2 separate regions of the Mus musculus genome follow, and region 2 is linked to region 1. A link is a contact called in public Hi-C data. All regions are on one chromosome and are shown on one strand. Each heading gives the region's core, a stretch centred on a gene start, on an enhancer-like site or on the middle of the called end of the contact. The rest is flanking DNA. Distances are from core to core; before and after follow the strand shown. Region 1 overlaps Mau2 (MAU2 sister chromatid cohesion factor). Region 2 holds the start of Armc6 (armadillo repeat containing 6).

Evidence for each region. Hi-C and Micro-C count contacts between places; a contact is called where the count stands out from the background.
Region 2: a contact with region 1 is called in a Hi-C map of the G1E-ER4 cell line, with 3 times the contacts expected there. The contact joins the promoter of Armc6 here to the enhancer-like site in region 1. A contact is called at or near these places in 1 of 15 datasets of contacts at CTCF or cohesin (large pre-B cells), 2 of 484 Hi-C or Micro-C datasets (the G1E-ER4 cell line and erythroblasts), 3 of 115 datasets of contacts at active chromatin or transcription factors (bone marrow-derived macrophages and extraembryonic endoderm stem cells) and 5 of 9 other capture datasets (adipose tissue, embryonic stem cells, liver and 2 more).

The regions. Positions count from the first base shown.
Region 1 is chr8:70,011,307-70,015,351 of GRCm38.p6, reverse strand. It overlaps Mau2 (MAU2 sister chromatid cohesion factor), which reads left to right. Exons shown (of 19, transcript NM_001376946.1): 19 at 1-825. Among named protein-coding and RNA genes, the nearest start is that of Mau2, 29 kb to the left of the region's middle. Within about 2 kb of position 2,746, at least 30 of the 459 cell types and tissues checked have an H3K27ac peak or open chromatin away from gene starts, as enhancers often do. A contact at or near this core is called in the G1E-ER4 cell line and embryonic stem cells, where this site is marked.
Region 2 is chr8:70,232,706-70,236,748 of GRCm38.p6, reverse strand. It overlaps Armc6 (armadillo repeat containing 6), which reads left to right and starts at 2,327. Exons shown (of 8, transcript NM_133972.2): 1 at 2,327-2,639. Sugp2 (SURP and G patch domain containing 2) reads right to left here and starts at 2,544. Exons shown (of 11, transcript NM_172755.4): 1 at 2,097-2,544; 2 at 1-81. The coding sequence starts at 66.

The DNA of each region.
Region 1 (4,045 bases), core at 1,497-3,996:
TAGCCTGGTCTACATAGTTGCAGGTGAGTCAGAAACCCTATTCCCTAAAACAACAACAACAAAAGAGGGGGCAGGGGTCTGTTCTGAATGTCACCCAAGGCTAGGTTCCCCACTGTGGTGAAGTGCACTCTGGCCATCCTCCTCTGGGTGTTCTCCCATGAGGCCTGGGATATTCTACATTGGCCACCAGAGGGTCAGAACAAACCCAGGAGTCCAGGACAGCTAGGCATGTCCCTACTAAATAGAGACACTGGAGGCCTCATCCTGGAGTCCGAGTAGCCAGACTGAAGGGTTAGAAAGGCACAGAATTGAAGTGTTTAAACTGATCCACTTGTAACTCCAGTACCCATGGAGCCAATGTTCTGGTGTCTATGGGTATGCTTGTGGTACACAGACATACATGTGAATAAAACATACATACATGCACACATACATACACTTTTTCGAAGCAGTGTGAAGTTTCTTTGGGAAGCAAGTTGTGTCTGATGGTATGTTCTGGGTCAGACATGTGAAGGAGTGTTTTCCTGAAGGGGACACAGGTGAAAGGATGTTTTGCTAAAGCAAATATGAAAGGACGCATGGAGGTAGGGAGCCAACAGACCATGGACTATGCTGGATGGTATCAGTACACTTTGCTATTCCTTAAACATCGTTTGTTGTGACTTCATAACCAAGAATATTCTGGTGATGTTCTGGTGGCTTCTGTTTCCTCAGACTTGAGCTGATTGATGTCAGCTGGTACAGACTCCTATGGAGTTTTGCTGAGGTACCAACCATGGGAGAGCACAAGATGTTTGGAGAGAGAATAAAAATGACTCAACTGGACAGTGACTGGAGTTCGGGAGGTGGGGCTTGCATAGCTAGCTTTGCAACACTTTGTTGGTCTCATGCTTCTTTGATCTTAACTTTGTTGAGAGGCACAGCAGAGAACCTTTGGTATCCCTGCTGTTCCTGGTCACTCTTACTGACTCCTGCCAGTTCAGCTGAGGACTGGCTATTTCTGCTAGGCTGTGCCACCACTGCTGATTCATGTTTGCAATCTTGATTCTACTGAACTGGACTGCTGGTATGTATCCTGACAAGCAGAAGGGATTTGCTCCAAAGAACTATTTCTAAACAGGTCCACTTCCCTGATATCCTAATAACCTTTCCTTTCTACTACCTCTGGTGGGCTAGAAGGAAGGTTAAAGCATTTAAGAACCCTTATTAAAAGTAGGTTTTGAAAAAACTAAGCCTACACAGTGTTCTGTGTGGTCTGGCTGTCCTGAAACCAGACTGGCCTGGAACTCAGAAATCCACCTGCTTTTGCCTCTTCAGCCATGGGATTAAAGGTATATGGCAACAAGTTTAAAAAGAAAAAGGAAATCTTGAAGGACATGGAAATCTTGAAGGACATGCGAAGGGAAAGGAACCTGTTACTCTGGAATCTGATTGAACCCTTTTCCTAGTAGACAAGCAAGAATTCCAGTCCAATTACTATGAGCTTACCCCTTCCTTCCTTCCCAGTTACAATCTGGAATTTCCCCAGAATCTCATTTACAGGGAATGGGCATGTATATGTACTGTTTTATACTCCCATTCAACGTTTCTGCAGAGCCACCTCACTATCTCGAGAAGGAGCCTGTAAGAGCTTGGTGGATCAAAGTACTTACAACACCACCCCCCTGAATTCAGTCCCTCTGACCCACAAGGTGCAGGAAGGAGACTGATTCCTGCAATGTGTTACCTGACCTCTGTGCACTGTGTGGCAGGCACACATCAAAATAATAATGAAGCTGGGCGTGGTGGCGCACGCCTTTAATCCCAGCACTCTGGAGGCGGAGGCAGAGGCAGGCAGATTTCTGAGTTCGAGGCCAGCCTGGTCTACAGAGTTCCAGGACAGCCAGGGCTACACAGAGAAACCCTGTCTCCAAACACCAAAATAAAATAAATGAATAGATAATAAATAAAGAGGGTTTTTGTTTGTTTTTTCTTTTTCTTCAAACAGCCTTACCATGTAACCCTGGCTGGCCTGAAACTCACAAAATTTCCCTGCCTGTGTTTCCTCAATAGTGGTGTTTAAGGTGTGTGCCACCATGCCCAGCATTAAAGATCTATTTTTATTTATATGTATATTTGTGTGTGTGCAAGCAATGCCCCAGAAAGCCAGAAGAGGCTATTAAATTCCCTGGAGATATGGGCAGTTGTAAGCCAAAAATCAAGTCCCCTGGAAAGGCAGTATGTGCCCTTAACTGTTGAACAGTCTCTTCAGCCCAGTACATGTAACTGTTTTTAAGAGGGGGGTTGGGGGGAAAATTTCTTTAGCAACCTTAGAGATGTAACTTGAGAGCTGACAGGTATGTGTCAATATATGTCTAGTGCTCCACATGACCCTATGCCCTCTTCTGGCCTCAAGAGGTGACTGCATACACATGTACATACCCACATAGATGTGCATACATATAAGAATAATAATAAACTTTAAAAGATTTATTTATTACCACATGGTCTATGTAGCCCTAGCTGGCTTGAACTTGCTCAGTATGACAGGCTAACCTTAACTTCATAAAGTCCCTCTGCTTTCTGCCTCTTGAGTCCGGGGATTAATGGTGTAAGCCACTATGCCCAGCTTAAAGATACATATCTTTAATAAAATCTACAACTGTGATTCATAAACTGGCTAGTCACAAAATTCTTTTCAGTGTCAAAGCCACAAACCCTAGCCTGAGTCAATCCCAGAAATTCTAGGGGACTCAGTGCTAATGAGGGTGGCAGTATGGAGCTGTCACCTCAGCACAGACATGTCCAGGCTAAGACCTCCACAGGGCCTGTCAGTTTCCTGTGACTTGCCAAATCAGCCAAGAAAAGGCCCAGGGTGTCCCAGGTGTCAGCATGATATTGCCTCCGTGACTAGATAGACATTTGCAGAGCAGCTCTTTGCCAAGGCGCTGGGAAAATGGAAATTCTTTAGACACATCGGACCCCTCCCTCAGAGAGGGAACTTTGAAATACATATACTGTTATTGAGGAAGTGTGTGTGGCAGATATCAGAGGACAACTCTGTGTAGTTGATTCTCTAACAACTGTAGATGGGCTTCAGGGTTTGTTTGTTTGTTTCAAGACAGGGTTTCTCTGTAAAGCCCTGGCTGTCCTGGAACTCACTTTGTAGACCAGGCTGGCTTGAACTTGCTCAGTATGACAGGCTAACCTTAACTTCATAAAGTCCCTCTGCTTTCTGCCGCTTGAGTTCGAGACATGGTTTTTCTGTATAGTCCTGGCTGTCCTGGAACTCACTTTGTAGACCAGGCTGCCTCGAACTTGCTCAGTATGACAGGCTAACCTTAACTTCATATAGTCAGAAATCTGCCTGCCTCTGCCTTACAAGTACTGGGATTAAAGGCATGTGCCACCACTGCCCTGCTAGATGGGCTTGAGTAATCACACTCAGGCCATCAGGTTTGCTCAGCAGGTGCCTCTTCAACTGAGGGGACATGGAACTCCCAAAATGTAACAAGGACCCAACATGGTAGATGGGGAAACTTAGAGGCAAATGGGATACTGTAATGGGAGAAGGAGGAGATGTGTACAGACAACTTTAGCTTGTCCCTGACTAGCTTATAATTAAATGAGACTCAGACTATGGTTATTTTATTTGGCTTTGACAATTACTAGGGGGTAACCCTAATCTACTGTTTTACCTGTTGGCTACTTTCCCAGCAGTGTACCCCAGATACTGTTTCTCCTAGCCTTGTGTGCATCATTCATCTTCCCTCATGGATGCTTTCTCTCTCCTCCCACTCTACCTCCTCCAACCAGGTCATTCCAAATCCACCTTCCTCTAATCCTTTCACATGTGTTGTAGAAATTTTTAATCCCAATCTGGTGTTTTTACCTTGCCTTAGACCATTTAGTTTCTGGATAAAAGACACACTTGTGCTGGAGAGATGGTTCAGTGGTTAAGATCACTGACTGTTCTTCCGGAGGTCCTGAGCTTAATTCCCAGCAACCACATGGCGACTTACAACCATCTGTAATGGGATCCAATGTTCTCTTCTGATGTGTCTGA
Region 2 (4,043 bases), core at 1,078-3,577, 220 kb before region 1:
ATACCGTTTAGATTTCTCCTGTAATACACTGTCCAAAGATTCCTGCGCCATCCGCCTTGCTGCCATGGTTTTTTTTTTCTCCTATAGTAAGAGAAGTCACATTAATCAAGACAGCTTGCCTCAGGTCAAAAATCACCACCCAAAACAGGGTAACAGAACTGGAAGAATGACCCTAGAAAAAAAGTATTTAGGAAAGGTGTGGCCACTCAGACTCACAGTTTAGAGAAGGGTTTCCCAGAGCTCTTCACCTCTGAGAATTCTCTGGAAGAGCGAGTGACACTCTCACAAGAGGATAATAAGCTAGCAACTGTATACTCTGAGTTAGTCTCAGTACAAGATCTCTTTTGCTTCTTTCAGCAACACACCCAGGAGCTGAGTCCCTATAGCACAGAAAGAGCTGGGTGTGGTACTGCAGGCAGAGATTCCAACTGAGGCAATGGGATTTCCTGTTCCAGGGCAACCAAGACAATACAATGAGAACCTATATAAAGGGCTGAGGGACAGGAGAGGTGGCTCAGTGTTTAAAGAGTGTTTGCTGCTCTCGCAGAGAGCCTCAGTTCAGAACCCAGCATCCACACTGAGCAACCAACAAGTAAAATCTTAAAAGGGGAATAGAGGCTGAGCTGGTTTCAGTAAGGGGCCTAACAAGATGGCCTGAGTTCAAAACTGGCCAAGTTCTGACTTCCACCCATGTGCTGTGGCAAACATGTGCCCAAAAGTACCCAAAACTAAGCAGGAAAAAAAGCTGGGCATGAGGACATATGTGCCTGTAATCTCTGATGAAGACAAGGAAGAAAGATCACTGGAGCTTGGTGATCAGCCAGACTAGCCAATCAGTAACCAGACATCAATTTCTGGCCTACACACACACACACACACACACACACACACACACACTCACTCTTTCTCCTCCCTCTCTCACAAACACACACATACACACACAGAGGTATCTGGTGGTACAAGCATGTAATCTCAGCTATTTAAGAGGCTGAGCAACAGGTTTGCAGGTTTAAAACCTGTGTGAGCTACCTAGTTTATTCCAGACCAGCCTAGGCTACATAGCAAGACCCAGTTTTGTGTGTGCATGAGGGTTTTGTTTTGTTGTTGTTTGGATTTTTTGCAACTACAACAGAGTAGCCCACTTTGGCATGAGCACTAAACCTCTGATCCTCCTGCTTTTGCCTTCCAAGAACTAGGATTGCCAGTGTGCACTGCCAGGTTCTGCAGACCCAATCTTTTTAGTTTTATTTACTTTTTTTTTTTTTTTTTTTTTGGTAGCATGGTTGAGTAGGAGAGATTCCAAATGATCTCCTTACACACCTCTGGTTGGCCTCAAACTTTGTGTGTGCACACACACACATACATACACACTAAGGTTGGCATTGAAAGGAAAATCCACCCTGTCTCTGCCTCCTGGGAACTGGGATTATAGGGGTGAGCCATCATAATCAGTTTGAGACCCTGCCTTAAAAAAAAAAAAAAAAAAAAAGAAAAAGAAAAAGAAAGAAAGAAAAAAGGAATGAAAGAAAAAAATGTTCACACACGGGAGAAAAGCAGACTTGAAGAAGTGAACCACTAGGTCAGGCATCCTAATGTTGAGCCTGACCAACAGGGCATTCATTGTGAGGGCACTTTCTGAATGTTAAAAAAAAATAAGGCAGCATACATATCAGTGACAGCCTTCCTTATGACACTTCCAACTTCAAGAGGTAAACCTCCCTTCTGGTCATTTCTATAACCATCACCCCGTTTCCCCACACCCTGGGAAAGCGATAGGACGCCCCTTGTTCTCTGTCATTTAAGAGCAGGGACTCCTCCGGGTCAGCTGATCCTGAAATTTAATCAAGGTACCTAATCTGTCTGCACCTCCGTTTCCCCGTCTATGGTACTGGCAGACTCGGAGGCTGCAGTGGTTCCCGGCAGCTGGAGGCCCGAAGCCCGCTCGCCGTTACGCCCAACTCGCCCGGCCGACTGAGGGCTCAAGCGTAATGAATGGACCCGCCAGACAGGCTGGAGGAGCGCGCTCGCCCTAGAGACACCCAGAGTCCTTCCCACCCCGGGCCAGCCCTCCCAGGTCTCCAGGGCCCGGGCCTCACCCGGAGCCTGCCGCGTGCGGTGCCGCCCCCGCCGCTGCCGCCGCCGCCTCGGGCCCCTTATCCACCGCCTGGCGAGGCGGGGAGATGCAAATGAGCCAACGGTTTCCGCAGCGCCGCGTCGCGCAGGCGCAAGCCTCTGCCTTGCCTTGGTGCGCAGGCGCTGGCTGCCACCGCCTAGGTCCTCATGCGCAAGCGTCGAGGGCAGCCATCTTCGCTCTTTCGCGCAGGCGCGCTGCTCACTTCTCAGGGCCGAGTCTACCTAGGTGAAAACTATCTCTTTTGAGGGGAAGCGACACCTAGGAGTAGCATTGAGAGTACTGCAAGAGTCTCAGGCCCACGCGTATTCTGTGGCTCCCTTCGCTTTACCTGTGCTCGCGGTCGCCCTCGTTGCCCCGGAAAGGAGCCTCTCGGCTGAAGGAGGGACGCCGAGGCGAGGCGGCGCCTCTGCGCTTGCGCTTATATGGTGGCTCGAAGGAGCCAAAGGCAAAGTCTCGGGTGACAGCTGCGAGCCCCACCCTTTCCCCACGTGGCTGCGTAGACCCGGTGAGGAGCACCGGCCGCCTGTGCTTGTGGCTGGCGCAGTGGGGAGTGGGCGCCGCGGGGTCGGGGTGGTGGTGTTTGCACGACTCTCGCGGACTTGGTTTGGGGGAAGGAGAGAATCGTCCCAGAGATACTTGGGAAGCAAATGCTTCGCCTTTCTTGTGCAGGTTCTTTCATTCATTTTATTCATTCGCGCTGCGCCTGTGTGCACCTGAGCACCTGCTACAGGGTCGGCCGCATTCTAGGCAGTGGAGCCAGGAGTACAAGAGGTTCAAGACAGTGTGACTCTGGTTCAGGGGACGCTGGTGTTGCTGTTCATGTAGTAGTGATGGAGCGGGCGTGGTTGCTGCACCTGTCATGACTGCTTTAGGGAGACAGAAGGATTGATGAGTTCTAGACCGGCTTTGGCTATGTAGCCAGCCCATATTTCAGAATAAAAACAGCCAAAAGAAAGAACAGGCGTTGTGGTGCACTCAAGAAGCAGAGGCAGAAGGATTGCTGCGAGTTTGATACCAGTCTGGGCTACAAGACCAGACACTGCCTCAAAAACAACTGATGAGCCAGGGGGTTGTTTGGAGACTGGAAATCAGGAGTTCAAGGTCAGTCAGGTCTACATGAATCCCTAACATAAAAAACAAAAACGGGATTATTTCATGTGACAGTAAGGCTGCTTGACCTAGACAGGTTTTGTTTACTTGAGGGGCAAGACGGGGGAGGGGGTCAGGAGGGTCTCACTGTGTAGATCAGGCTGGCCAGAAACTCACAGAGGTCTACCATTTCTGCCTCCGTTGTTCTGGTATCAGTGTTTCTTGTTTTGTTGTTGTTTTTCAAGCCAGGATTTCTCCGTGTCGTCCTGGCTGTCCAGGAACTTGCACTGTAGACTGTGCTGGCCTCCAGTTCAGAGGTTAGCCTGCCTCTGCTTCATTTGTGCTTTAATAACTATTATTATTAATAAATTATTTGTTATCAATATTATTTAACATCATCATGACTATTGTGTGTTTACATGTATGCACAAGTTGTGAACTACCAGATGTGAGTGCTGAAACTGAACTCAAGTTGTGATGATGGAGCGGCACACCTTCACCTGCTGACTGAACACTTTTTTCCCAGCACCTCAGCTTTTACACTCGTTCCTTCCACACAGGGTCTCACTCTGTAGCCTAGGCTGGCTTGGGGCTGGAGATCACAGGCTTGTACCATAAAGCCCTAACCAGAGTGTGGCTTTTACAAATTTGATCTTTATACATTGATGTGTCATTTATACTGTGTCCTTCATGTAAGATCAGAGGACTTGTGGGAGTCAATTTTCTCCTATGGCTTTGTGAGCTTCAGGGTTGGAATTTTTGTTTTTGTTGTCTGGACAATCTCTTGTACCCTTGAATTCCCCATCCTTCTGCCCCAAGC